Regions from separate parts of the Mus musculus genome. Here region 2 is linked to region 1. A link is a contact called in public Hi-C data. All regions are on one chromosome and are shown on one strand. The core of a region is the stretch at or near the end of the contact, and the rest is flanking DNA. Distances in the headings are between cores, read along the strand shown. Region 1 overlaps Dennd1a (DENN/MADD domain containing 1A). Region 2 overlaps Dennd1a (DENN/MADD domain containing 1A).

Evidence for each region. A called contact is a pair of places that touch in the nucleus more often than the background predicts.
Region 2: a Hi-C map of liver shows a contact between it and region 1, with 1.9 times the contacts expected there. The contact joins two enhancer-like sites. A contact is called at or near these places in 2 of 39 promoter capture datasets (both in liver), 1 of 15 datasets of contacts at CTCF or cohesin (CD8 T cells), 3 of 484 Hi-C or Micro-C datasets (all in liver), 2 of 115 datasets of contacts at active chromatin or transcription factors (embryonic forebrain and embryonic stem cells) and 1 of 9 other capture datasets (embryonic trunk).

What each region holds. Positions count from the first base shown.
Region 1 is chr2:38,085,086-38,092,289 of GRCm38.p6, forward strand. All of the region lies in intron 5 of Dennd1a (DENN/MADD domain containing 1A), which reads right to left. Among named protein-coding and RNA genes, the nearest start is that of Dennd1a, 200 kb to the right of the region's middle. Within about 2 kb of position 3,491, at least 3 of the 459 cell types and tissues checked have an H3K27ac peak or open chromatin away from gene starts, as enhancers often do. A contact at or near this core is called in liver, where this site is marked.
Region 2 is chr2:38,141,617-38,148,820 of GRCm38.p6, forward strand. The region is part of intron 3 of Dennd1a (DENN/MADD domain containing 1A); the gene reads right to left. Among named protein-coding and RNA genes, the nearest start is that of Dennd1a, 140 kb to the right of the region's middle. Within about 2 kb of position 2,670, at least 39 of the 459 cell types and tissues checked have an H3K27ac peak or open chromatin away from gene starts, as enhancers often do. A contact at or near this core is called in liver, where this site is marked.

The DNA.
Region 1 (7,204 bases), core at 2,241-4,740:
TAGTCCCAGCACTAGGGAGCTAAAGGCAGGATGATCAAAAGTTAAAGGTCAGTCTTCAACTATTCACTAGTTTGTGACCTGAGATAAGTAAAAGCTTCTCTACTCAGGGAGCGCTGCAGAAGAGGCATGGAAAGAATGTGAGTCAGAAGATAAGGAGAAAGACTGCTACATGCTACCTTCAAGGTCCAACACAGCCACTGCAGGCATGAACTCACAGTAGTTGTAGCTGCACTAGATTTGCACAAGACTAGGCTTGAATATCACACATGGAAAGAGGAGGGGCTAGGGAACCCTATCCCACCTTGCTGAATGATTGGCTACAATGTATTCAGTGGGAGAATCATAGTCTTTAGTTGTGTACTTATCTGTGACTCAACCAGGCTCCTAGATACATTTCAAAATCAGGGTCATACAAATAGGGTCTAAAGCCCTAGTTAAACTTTGTATGCCACAAAACAAAACAGAAAGATGTGATCATGAGAAAGAGACTTACAGGGGGAAGTGGAATGGACAAGTGTGGAAGAGAGGTAAGAGAAGGTGGGAATTGAGTAATAAGAATGTACTGTAAAGGCCGAGCGTGGTGGTGCACACCTTTAATCCCAGCACTTGGGAGGCAGAGGCAGGCAAGCCAGCCTGGTCTACAGAGTGAGTTCCAGGACAGCCAGGGCTACACAGAGAAACCCTGTCTCAAAAACACAAACAAAAAACAAACAAAACAACAACAACAACAAAAACCCAATGAATTTATGAAATTCTTGGGCAAATGGATGTATCTGGAGGATATCATCATGAGTGAGGCAACCCAATCACAAAAGAAATCCCATGATATGCACTCACTGATAATTGGTTATTAGCTGAGAAACTTAGAATACCTAAGATACAATTTGCAAAACATAAGAAAATCAAGAAGAAGGAAGACCAACATGTGGATACTTCATTCCTCCTTAGAATAGGGAACAAAATACCCATGGAAGGAGTTACAAAGTTGGGAGCTAAGACCATCCAGAGACTACCCCACCCAGGGATCCATCCCATGCCATTCTCATAATTCAAACAGTCTTTAAGAAATGAAAGCCCAGCCAGGTGTGGTGGTGCACGCCTTTAATCCCAGCGCTAAGGAGGCAGAGGCAGGTGGATTTCTGAGTTCGAGGCCAGCCAGGTCTACAGAGTGAGATCCAGGACAGCCAGGGCTATACAGAGAAACCCTGTCTCGAAAAACAAAACAAAACAAAGCAAAACAAAACAAAAAAGGAACGTACTGTATACACGTATGGAATTTTCAAAGAATAAATTACAAGTAATGAATACTATTAAAGAATATAGTTAGGTAAGAGAAGGGAAGAACTAAGCCTGATGCCTCAGCTACTCTCCTACAGAGCTGAAATGACACTGGCTTATGTAACCTACTTGGGAGAATGGAGAAAGATCATAAAAAGCCCTTTCTGTGCTACAGATGAAGAACACCAATGAAAGAAAATGCATCTAGGAGGTTGTTCTCATTTCCTTCCAGTTGGTGTGATAAAACACTCTAATTAAAAGCAACTTAGGGGAGTCAAAGATTTATGTGGCTTAAATTCCAGGTCACAGTCCATCAATGAGGCAGGAACTTAAAGGCAGGCCTGCTTGCTATTCTACATAGCATTATTTCTGACCATGGAACTTACTTCATAGCCAAAGCAGCAATGGACAGGAATCATAGAAGATGCTATTTGTTGGTTAGCAGGCAGACTTATACTCAGCTAGCTTTCTTATACAGTTTGGGACCACTTGCCAAGGGAATGTTGACACCTACAGTGGGCTGGGCCCTCATATATCAATTAATAACCAAGACAATCCCCATGATCTAGGGAATTCTTCAGTTGAGATTCTCTCTCTAGATAATGTGTCAAGCTAACAGTTAAAGCCCACCAGGACAGTGGTTAAAACTAGAATAGGAATACTAACAACACTACCTCACCATAAGGAAATGGTATTGCCAGGCAGTGGTGCCACAAACCTTTAATACTAGCACTCAGTAGGCAGAGATAGGCAGATCTCTGTGTCTGGACAGCGAGGGATACACAGAGAAACCCTGTATCAAATAAACAAAGAAGCAAAAAACAACAAAGAAAGCAAATGGTGTTGTTTTGGATCAGTAGCTTAATGCTGGAGGTAGAAAGTATACAGTGAGGCTGTGGAGTGGGAACCAGAGTGTGTGAGCAGAGTAGAGAAGTCTAGGGCAGCTTTAAGGTTTTAACACCATTAATGGTGTTGCCATTAAATGGACGAGAAAGGCTGAGAAATAAACAGATTTTGAGTATTCATTTTATAACTTTCTTTACAAATAAGTTAGATTCTCACATATGCATCAAGCAATACATGTTATAATTATTTACTTATGAAAGTTCTTTTCTGGGGCTGGAGAGATTATTTGGTGAGTGAATGCCTGCCTTAAAACCAAGAAGACAAGGGTTTGGATTCCCAGAATCTGTTAAAAAAACAAACAAACAAACAAACAAACAGGTACAACGTGAATCCCAGCACTGGGGAAGTTGTATACACAAAGACAAGTAGATCCCTGGAGCCCACTGGCTTAAGGAATCTAGCTGAAATGATTGGTTCTGGGTTCACTGAAAGACCCTGTCTCAAAAAGAAGGAACAGACCAATCTAAGAAAATACACGATGTCATGCCTTTGGCTCCATATCTATTTGCACACATGTACAAGCATGTGTACATACCCATACATGCGCCAGCCACACTCAGATCATGCAGTTGTCTTATGGATGGAGGATTGGAGATAAGGAGTGGTTAAAGGAGACTTGCATTTACCATTATTTGTTTAATTAAATATGTATATTATTATAGTTATTTACAAAAAATGTTGATGTGCTTAAAATCTAAATTCTGGTGTAGGAAAAATATGAATAATGTTTCTCATATTTTGGTATGCTGTGTACTTATTTCAGAGCCTAAACACATTCATGACTTGAAAAATAAATTTTAAACAACCATGTATAAAATGTGAGCATGTGAAAAAACAAGGATCTGCCTCATAGTTGCATCCAGATGGTAGGGTTATCCGTGACTTTCTTCTGTTCCTTTGTAGCACCTTTTCAGTTGGGCAAGAGGAAGTTGGGTGAGTAAGGAACAAATACTTATTATATAATTTAGAACAAGAAATTTAAACCAGAGGGAAGTAAAATTCCTGACGCCTTCAGTTGTCTTCTCTTTAAGAACTTTCAATGGCCATGGGGCTGTACTTTTAACTAGGTTCTGGCTTTTAACTCAATAACTGGATTGTTAATAAATGACCATCTAAGTTTTTTCATGATGCCACTGGCTCAGGCAGTTTGCTTTCAAGTATGTCACAGAAAATAAATGACCCTGGAATAAACATATAACTTGAAATTAACTTAAAGTGCCAGGACAACTAGCCCAGTCTCAGCCCCTGTTGGCTGTCAGTAAGCTGCCTACTGTTCTGTGGCACTGACCTTTAGCCAGCTGGTCAACATAGAAAAAGCTGCCATGCCACAGCCCAGCAGGACTAAGGGGTCAAACTGTTCTGTGTCTGAGAGTGGCAATGCTAGCCTTTCTGCAACCCTTTGAAGGAAGAAGCTTAACTGAGCACACAGGTCTCCTGCCAGCTCAGTAGCTCCTCTACGTGAAGCCAACTCAGCTTACAGGACTTCTCTTTCCAACTTTCCTCTTGCCCTGTCTGAGCACCAATGTCCCAGTCTCCAAGAAGAAGGTATGTGTTCCACTCTCATGCCCTTCAGGTGTGATTCTCATAAAGATCAAGGACTAACTCTCACTGGGATCCATTTTCATCACAAATTCCTAGCCTTAAATTCCTTGAGTCTCTGCACATAGCTGCCATTGAGTCAGCTTCATTATATTCTGAAATTGACCTCAGAGAGCCAAAGGCTCCTACTCGTACTCTTCACACATTCCCATCTCCACTTCCCCATGTCCCTGTTTAATTTCTGCAAATACCTTTGTCTAGAATTAAAACGTTTTAAATCTTATGTGTAAATTCATGCATAAGATATATGCATACCTGCTCCTCAACAACACCTAGTCATAACCTCAATTCTGGCAAATACAACTCTATGACCTGAAGTGTTATCTCCCAAAAGCTATGCACACTCATGAAAATTGGAAAATGTATGGTGAACTGACACTTAGAGTTTCTAGGAAACATGGAAAACGAATACTTCCCTCAGAGCAAATGATCTAAAAATGTACTGGAACAACGGGGGGTGGATACGGTGGAGGTATTAAAAAGACAAAATTTACCTTTTTTTTTCAGTAATCACTTGTGCCAGACATTTGCCTAAACTAGTCAGGATATAAATTAAGGATTGCCACTATTGATTAAAAAAAAAACAAAACTGACACTTAGAAAGGTTTAGAAAATTTTAGCAACTGTTTGGTGGGTCTAATATCAGAATATGAACTTTCTGACTTCCTAGTTAATTCTCTTTTCATCCCGCCACACAAATCTCAGTACACCAAGGCTGCCAAAGCACTGCCAACATCGTCATTCAACGATGTCAGTGATACGCAGGCTCTGCCATTTGTTATTTCTCTTCACTTATTTTATTCATGTGGATGAGTAATTTGCTTTCATGTATGTCTACATACTACCACATGCATACCTGGACCCACAGTGGCCAGAAGAACGTGTTAATTTCTGTGGAGCTTGAGTTATTGACAATTGTGAGCCACTGTGTTGGTGCTGGGAACCAAACCCAGGTCCCCAGCAAGAGCACCAAGTGCTCTTAGCCACTGAGTCATGTCTCCAGTTCCAAGTTTAAAAAGCACATATCACAATATACAAAAGTAGGAAAAGACAGCAACAGGGTTTTGGGGGCGGGGGGCTGGGGAGATGGCTCAGTGGTTAAGAACACTGGCACTGACTGCTCTTCCAGAGGTCCTGAGTTCAAGTCCCAGAAACCACATGGTGGCTCACAACCATCTGTAATGGGGTCTGATATCCTTTCTGGTGTGTCTGAAGAGAGCTGTATGCATATACATAAAAGAAACAATTCTTTAAAAAAAAAAAACAGGGTATTTTGGTATGAGAGATTTTTGTTTATCCCAGTCTGTACTTTTATACCATCAACCAGATATCTAACAAGGCACTATATAATAAGAATTTTAAAAGCTTTCTGTTCAGCTTTAGGAAGCAATCAATTAATTGGGAAATCACTGTCAGAGCCTGCATGCCAAAATGTGAGGTTGAGTTCAACAAAACTATCTCTAGGGAATCTTTTCTAGTCACTTTCCAGCCAAGAAAAGAAAATCCAAGCGCAGCTGTACTCTTGAGTCAGCTAATGAAGGCTCACTGAAAAAAACTTCAGCATCATACTAACTTGGTTTGAGTTTTTAACAAGTTCTAGTCATTTGTATGTAGTGGTGAGGGCAACCTGTACTACATATAAATCAAACTAAAATATCTTGGAAGAAACTCTCTCTCCCTCTGAGTATGAATTTGAGAATGTTTACACACAAGGAATCGACAAATATGTATTAATATTCACAAGTCAAATTACTTGACAATTTTATAACATAATTTATAATTTATCAGAATATTACACATTATATCACAAATACATATCATTCTGCCAATTAAAATTAAATATATATACATTTTCACATACAAACTCAGCAATGTCTTCCAACTCCACTACTACTAGGAAATACTATGTGGTGCAAAGCAGAAATACTTCATGCATACTGAAGAGGGGCAAAGACTAACACCTGGCCTTTCATGTATGTCAGCAACCTACCTGTTTACTGTATCTCTTCCACCTCATCCTTTAGTCTACACTTGACCGCCATTACCAAGTCTGCTTTGCCTCTGAAACCACTGCTTAAGACTCTTGAACTCTGAGCCAAATGTGTGGTTCATCTTATAACTCCTACTCCTACTCCACCTGTCCTTAGCCCTTGATTCACTCCTGCTTCCCAGCTAGTCCTATGACTCACACCAAGACTAAAGGCCCAGGTTTCTCTTCCTTTCATGCATGAGCATGGCTGACTGTAAAAAGCTCTAACTATTCACCTTCTCTGTGCCTGCCTTTAGACTGTTGCACACGGCTGGGGGGAAACTCCACAGAGATATATTTCTAAAAATTCCTCGACTACTGTTTACCATATCAACTAAGGTTTCAATGCCACCCAGCCCTTCTTTTTTGCTACTCTCCATAAGTATTTTAAATCTTCTGTCTATTCAAACTTCTGGTCTCCATACACTTTCTTTCCAACTCAGTATTCTAACACTTACTCATTAAGAAAATGGAAACCATCAGACAGACATGGCCTCAACTTTTAAACAATATAATCATGAAGTGTTAAATATAATCAGAAACCCAAACACTGTGGGCCAGACCATTAGCATCCTTATTCTAGTTTCATTCTTTTGTAAATTAATCCCTCTGTGCTTATGTTCATCCATTTACAAGCTAGAGATATAACTGTCCCGACGTCACAGACTTGTGGTGAGCTTAAAAAAGCTAAGTGTATTTGGAGCATTTAGAATGGCTCCTGAAGCCTGGCAAGATGGATCAATGGGCAAAAGAGGTTACTGCTAAGCTACTAATTTGAGTTCCATCCTTGGATTCCACATGATAAAAGGTGAGAACCAACTCCTTTAAATTGTACAGGCTTCTACACGTACAGTGTTGTATACCCATGCCCCTCCCCCATGTATACACACTCAGTAAATATTTTTAGAGTTTTAAAATTAAGAATGGAGGCTGATACAAGGTAAGAAAATCATAACTATTAACTAGTACTGCATCCATGATGATACCTACTTGCACCATACACTAGATATGTATATACACAGATGTGTATCTCCCCTGACTTCTATGTAACAGAGGTAATGTTGCATTTTTTAAACTGGGTTTAGAAAAGGATTTAACAGAACAAAATTAAATGCAGCATGCTGTAAGAAAAGTCAGATGACTAACTTATTAGCCCCAAATCAAAAGGATATTGAAATGCAGAGTTGAGATTATTCATCAGTTCGTTTTTGTAACTATCCTACTCTGCCTTCAACATTTCTAACATTTAATTTGGCAGAAAGGTCTAGCTAAATACTTCAGCTCCTATTATAACAGTGAAGCTCAGGTCTGACCAATAAGAAATCCCCTCAAAGCAAAAATGGGCACACCACTCCAGAAATTATGAAAGAAGTGCTGCTTTCTGAAGGAGGC
Region 2 (7,204 bases), core at 1,420-3,919, 56 kb after region 1:
TTCAAGATCCATACCATGGTTAAAATCTCTTATTTTTCATCTCCCAGTGAGAAAAAGAGGCTTTGAATAAGGGGTTTCACAGAATGGTCTTTCAACATGAACATGAAAGCCAGGTCAGTTTTTAGCAACACTGCTCAAATGCGCTGTGCTAATGTTCTCTTTTAGGAATATTCAATATTTACTCCCAGCTTACTTTTTATAAATTTTAGTTTTTAGCAATACATGTAATTTTGAATTATACCTAACATTAGAATCAATGTGGTAATGTAAAGATAACATTAGAATCAAGTAAATTCATCATAACCTATAAGTGTATCATGCAATTTCTTTCATATAATCTTTTTTTTAAATTCATGCTGGGACCAAGCCCATAGCCTTGGCATTTCAAGTGAGTACTCTACCAGAGAATGACCTTCCTAATATTCTAAACATATGTTAACTTTTTACATACACTATCAAAGACTTTTAAAGATCCACGTTTGCACAATAGTGTATGACCTCAAGTTCAAAGTAAAAAAAAAAAATCCATGTTTTTTAAAAAAACAAATTTAGTTTAACATCTTTCCTTTCATCCAACTAACCCCTGCAGACAGTTATTCTGTGGTCACAGTGTTAAAGAGCATCCTCGATTTCAAAAGTTTATCTAACCAACTTTAAACTCCACAGCAAAGAGTTAAAAACCAGAGAGGCCTGTGCCAAATGCCAATACAATTTTTAGGGCTGGTGTCAAACAGTTCCAAAGTAAACAAATGATTTGGTTACCATTTCATACAATTCACATTTTGTGACATCAGTGGTACAGAAATAGACTTCACTTTACCCTTCTAAACTGTTTTAGCTTGATCGTTTCCTTAATCATTTATATTCCTGTTATCTGAGCAAGTGTGTTACCAACAATTCTAAAAGGAAAGGGAAAAGGTCTCAAGTCAGCAAATACCAAAGCAACAGGGTAGATGCAGTAAAACTACAAACACAATTTCCCCCAAGAAGTTATTTGCCCTCAGGAAAATACTATTTAGAGAAAGGAAGAAAGAGAGAGAGAGAGAAAGAGAGAGAGAGAGAGAGAGAGAGAGAGAGAGAGAGAGAGAGAGAGAGAGAGAGAGAGAGAGAGAGAGAGAAATGAAGGAAAAAGAGCACTGATAAAATACTATTTTGTAAGCATATTAAAAGCTGTCAGCTTTTAAATATTTTAAATGCACACAAAAATGTGCACAGATGGGCATCTTTTCTGCTCACATTAGTCTAGAAAAAAAAATCTTTCATTATCAAGCTCAAAGTCCTTGAATTTTTTAAACTTAATTGTGCCTCTATTTCTTAGAATTCACACCCCAAGGCCAAAGCTTTCCTGCCACCAGTCCTTCAAATCTGACTTGGACATTACACGGGAGGAGGCTCCAAGCCTCCCTGAGGTCTCACTCCTTTTACAACACACGAAAAAGCAGTCGATAATGGGCCCATGCTGAATTCACTGCTCCCCACGTCTCCTCTTGGGACACAAGCCTAGCAGATGTGATAAAAACTGTGTCAGAGAAGTGGCTCTAGTTTGTGCCTTAATGACAACTTAAACCTCTACACCAATACAACCAAGAGATGAACAGAGCTGCCTGTTACCTCTCTCTGCTGCCAATCTTCCAATACCTTGGAACTAAATTAGCGCCTCTCCCCACAACTTCCCCTGCCACCCCTCAAAACCTATTCTAATTTTAAAAGATAAATGAGTTCAGAAAACACACTGGTGGCACAAGTGTCTGGGTGCTGTGTGTGTGGATGTCCTATAATTAAACGCTGACACATATTTCATAGAGTTTGTATTTTCTCAAGGTATGATTGAACATTCAGATGTCATAAAAGACTGCCTACTAAACTCCCTCTGATCACCACCCCAGTACCCATATTCACATATACCGCTGGGAGATTTACAGCCTCCAAAAAAAAAAATGCTTCAAGGTCTAAAGATTATTTTTAAACATGTTCAAACATAAGAGAGGTGATATTCCAAGTTAATGAAACATTCTAATTATTAAAATTTATACAGGACAATTTCTTAAACCATAGGCGGTTATACTTTTCTTTTAACTCATAAGAACTCTTTGTCTTATCTAATGATATGGTACCATAAAAATCTATTTAAATGTGTACCTCTGATAACATTTTCTAAATTCTATAATTCAGCCTTCAGATGATGGGTCTTTTAACCCAGTATCTTGAAAGCCTATTCAGCCACAATTGCATACCCACTTAATCAGCAATCATTGTTCTGGGATGTGGGACTTTGTTGTCAAGACAAGCACCAAAACCTTTAAAAAAAAATTTTTTTTTTTTTCAGAACTGGCATAAGAAAAAAGTGATCTTTGTCAGACAAGGACAAATTTATGCAAATCTTTTATAAACATTCACAAACATTTATTTAGCTTTTGAAATGTTGGCCTCATTTGAGAGCATGAAAATGAGGGGGAAGTAGAAAAACGCAAAGGACAGCTTAGAAGCTGGCACGCTACATAAATATTCAGAAGGAAGATTATAGGATTCATGTTAGGCTGTCTTAGGCTTCTCCAAAGTCCACATAGAATAGCAAAGAACAAAACTAACGAGAAGTGCAGCAGATGTTAGACAATGCATCGGCCTCTTTTCCTCTCTCACTTGGCTATACTTGGACGCTTTTATATTTCCTTTCAATATGGTTAGGTCATTCAAGGATTCTCCTATAGACTCTGTATTGTGGCTACAGATCTATAAGCTGGGGGTCTGTCAGCTTTCCAAAAGTTTCCAATGAAAAGGCATTATGCAAATTCTACCTCTCTTACCCTCTTTCAGGGGGGAAAAAAGCCTCCAGTATGCAGTCATCAGAGTATTGGAAGCCCCAGCCTTCATTTCTGTATGGCTGTGTTTGCCTCAGGGCCACGCTGCTTGTTTTGACAGTGGATCCCCCTAGATAGTTGGGATTAGTCGAGCTTGTTTGGATAAACTTGAAATCAAGGCCTTCTCTAGGTAGACAGCTAGATGTAGCTACCGAGTTTCCAGCTGCCTCCTCCTTTCATCCCCAAACAACTGCAGATTCACAGTAGCTATCACAGCCACAGGCTATGTCACATACATAAGTACAAAATTAAAGGCTGCTAAAAGAAGCCTTTGTAAGTCTTAGTGCTAAAATAAGGAATCTGTACTGCTTGGTTTATACAAATTATTCTAGCACTACCAGTATGGAACTGAACCTATCAGTTAACAAGGCATGTTAATCAAGGCTCCTAGCTTATTCTGATAGACAGGATCATGGTTTAGTATTCACCTAACCTCCACTTATTAGCTCTTACATGAGGATAATAGCTGAAAATGTTGAAAAGGAAATAGCAGTCTTTATTTATCCAGTGCCAGGGAATGTTAGAAAGATACCATCAACAAACACTGCAAGCAGAAAACAGGAATCAAAGTGTAAATATTAGACCTGCTTTGGAAAGAGTATTATTTAGGAATGATTAAACAGGGTTCCACTGCACAGCCATCTCTATTTCACAACTAATATTTCTCCAATCTTATAATGAAAGGAGGACAGGAGGAGGAGTTAGGACTGAGGAAACTTACAGTCAGAACACACTGATGGCATTCTGTTACTGAGACAGAAGGCAGGTGATATGAAACACTAGCAAAATAAGAAAACTATGTAAGAGGTTTCCTAAAATCTAGCATTCAATATTTTACACTTTTTTAATCTCTTCAAAAGGCTAGCAAAATATAAGAAAATAATTCAACCTCATATATATGTTTAATTTACTTTAGTTTCAACACACACAAACTAGCAATTACCTGTGGCTGCTTGCGACCAGCAAAGGCTTTTCTAGAACATTTTCTAGATTTTTTTCTGTGACCCATAATGTTTGTAAGTCCTTTTCCCTTACAATGTCAACTCACACAAGGCAGCTTTCAATCAAATCTTTCACTCATCATCATGTATTCTCAGGAGTCAGCAGCTTAGGTCACTATTTCAAAGAGAAGCCCTAAGTACTGAAGCTATTCTAAAGCTCATTGTCATGGGCTTCATTTCTTGGATAACTTACAACATAAAGATCTGTTTAAGAACATACCACTTTTTCTCTAAAAGCCTGCAGCAAATATCCCAGGGCTTGGGATCAGTTACACTTTCTAGCACATAGTCTACTTTTAAAACTACTAAAAAGGGTCAAAAGGAAAACAATAACGTAATTTGAAAGTGACATTAAAAAAAAAAAAAAAGCAGCACCAGCACATTCCCACAGCCAGGCGTGGTAGTACACACTTGCAACCCTAGTACTCAGGAAGCCGAGGCACAAGGATCGCAAACTTGAGAAAAAACAAAACAAAACAAAACAAAACAAAACTAAGCTACACAGTGAGGCACTGTCTCAAAACACCACTGCCAACACACCTACCCACCTAATCACTCCAACATACACATTTTTTTTTAAAAAAAGTATTACTGAAAACACTAGTGCCAGGTTTCTAGTCAGAATCTGACCAGCTGACTACAGTGAGCAAACCTGAGTAAAATGCCAGCCATACAAAACTGAAGAGGCGAATGAGGAGAAAGAGGAAAAAGAAGAACAAGAGGAGGAGGAGGGTGAAAAAAGAAAACAGGAGAGAGAGAGATAATGAGAACTAATATTACAAAGACTCAGCAGTATCCCAAACTCTAGAAACCCTAAGACAATGATTATTAACCTGTGGGTCATGACCTCTTTGGGGATCAAATAATCCTTTCACAGGGGTCACATATCCTGCATATCAGATATACATAATGAGTCAAACAGTAACAAAATTATAGTTATGAAATAGCAATGAATTCATTTTATAGTGAACAGTTAGTTACCACAACATGAGAATTGTATTACAGGGTCACAGCATTAGAAAAGCTGAGAAGCACTTTCCTAGGAGGTAAAAGGACATTGTTAACCATACTGGTTCCATGGTGAACCGGCAATCACATGTGACAGTTGCTAAGTGGCCAAATGTCTACTAAAGGCCTTTAAATCAGAAAACTTCTTAAAATATACAACAAAACTGTAAGATTCTTTTTCAACACCTAGCATTCACAAATGTTTTGTGGCTGGACCTATCATAAAAGCATTTCCTCCTTTCCTTCACAATCCCCAAGTGAGGTCCATGGCTTTTCTAAGCCAACAATTCCACAGTCTATGAATTTGTCACCGTCTTTCCACTTGAGATTCATTCTGTTTGTAATTACTTCTGAAGCAGCATTAGAGGAGGGGAACTGTTTTCCTAATGCCCCACTCACTACTCTGTCCTATTCCATTACTTGTCCAATGTTCTGTTAGATGAAGAAAGTGGACAGCCTACTTCTTGGACCCCTCTCAAACCCTTTTCCATTTAATCCATTTCCTGGGACTTTCACTTTCTTCCCTCTTTGCAGCCTCCTCTACCTACGCTGTAGCTTCCACAGGTAAATTAGTAGGCTCAGTCCTCTGTTCTGGAAAGCCTCCCCAGTTCTAGGCCCAATTTCAACATGTCAAAGATCCAGGCTTACCACCTATACAACTCTGACCCATTCCATCTGAACAAGAAAGGTTCTTGGAGTACCACTGATTCTTTCTGGGGGTAGATGATCTATTTGTGTGACTAAGATTCAAACACTCACCATGGCTGTTGGATTTCAAGATAACTTATGAAGAAACACCTTAAGGTCCCCGAAACCTTTAAAAGTGTTTGAAAATATGGCAGAGAGTAAAGCAGCCCCTAAAATCAGGTCAGATCTACTTTAAGACCATCTTAGAAAGAAATGGCAATATTTTCCTAAGTGTATCACTTAAGCATGTTGCTGAACAGGTTATTTAGTAGCAAACAATGTGCTACAAACTAGGAATGAGACAGACACCAGGTATGGTGTGACCCTTATCCACATGGAATGTAAGATCTAACTGAAGAGAGAGGCTAATGAAATAAATGCATGGATAGATCATTTAAACTGCACAGGAGCTGAGAGAAAAGAATGGAAAGCTCTAAACAAAACAGCAAAGTTTATGTATATTCTGATTTTCATATCTGAATTTAGACATAAGGGTCATGAATAACTTCTCAGAAAGTGACAGAGTGAGAGAAGCTCAAGGAGTGAGCAGAAATTCACAAGGCAAGAATGGGGAAGACATAGAAAGAGGGAGGCAAGAGCAGCAGCAGGAGCAAAGGCTACTGAGCAAGAGATCCCAGGACATGAGCTTTCAGGAAGCCTGGCAAGAAAAGAGGGAATGTAAAAACAAACGGATGGGTTGGCACAGGTCACAGCCCAAGGGATCCTATGTCCTGGAAGGTAGTGTTGACCTCATGCACTGGGACTCACTGGAGAGTGTAGGGCCTTTTGCATCCCACCTACACATAACTTTTCAACTCAGACCCATTCTCAGCCCATACAGGCTCTAGGCACTTCCTGTCTCTTGAGTTACTATAACAATCAGTGAATATAGCTGCAAATCCAGAGACTTGAATTTACTAGAAAATCAAGTGTTAAAAGTTAAAATTTATACATGACATCAAAAATGAAATAAATGGAGAAGACTATTCAAGCCAATATGTGTATTAGTAGTTTATATTGTTTATCACTCATGTCTAAGAATATGGATTATATAGATAATTTCAAAGATTATACTGGTATAAAGTATAAATTTTATCTGAGTATGGAACCAGCATATCTAAACTTTGGTTTTTTTTTTTTCTCATATGCCAGTGGTTATTTGTTTTTTGGGAGGTATGTAAGTGGCTACTACAAAGAAACTGAGACTCAGATCCTATATTAAAAGTTCTACCTATGTTCAATGAGTCTATTACTAATCCCATAAAGAAGTTATCCTCTTGTAGATGAATTCGACCTTGAACATGAATAAAATTAGCTTCATATAGACTGGTGGAGGAACAGAAGGCACTGTGCATCTCATACCTTGATTAGCATTCTGTCTCCCCAGTTTCAAATACATAAGATAGCTACAGCATGCTCACTGAAGCTAAAGCCTGTCACCTACCTTACTTTCTAGTTGCAACTGTGGAATTAAAGATTTATGCTAAAGGGTCTTACAAAGGAGCAAACTTACTCCTCTACCATACTTGTGTTTCCGTGTAATAAATAGCCTAGGATGCTTACAAGTTTTAGGTTACATGCTGTGGTATACCAGAGTTAAAAGAAAGAGAGAATAGCTTGTCTGGAAGACAAAGATAGAGTGACTAGTTC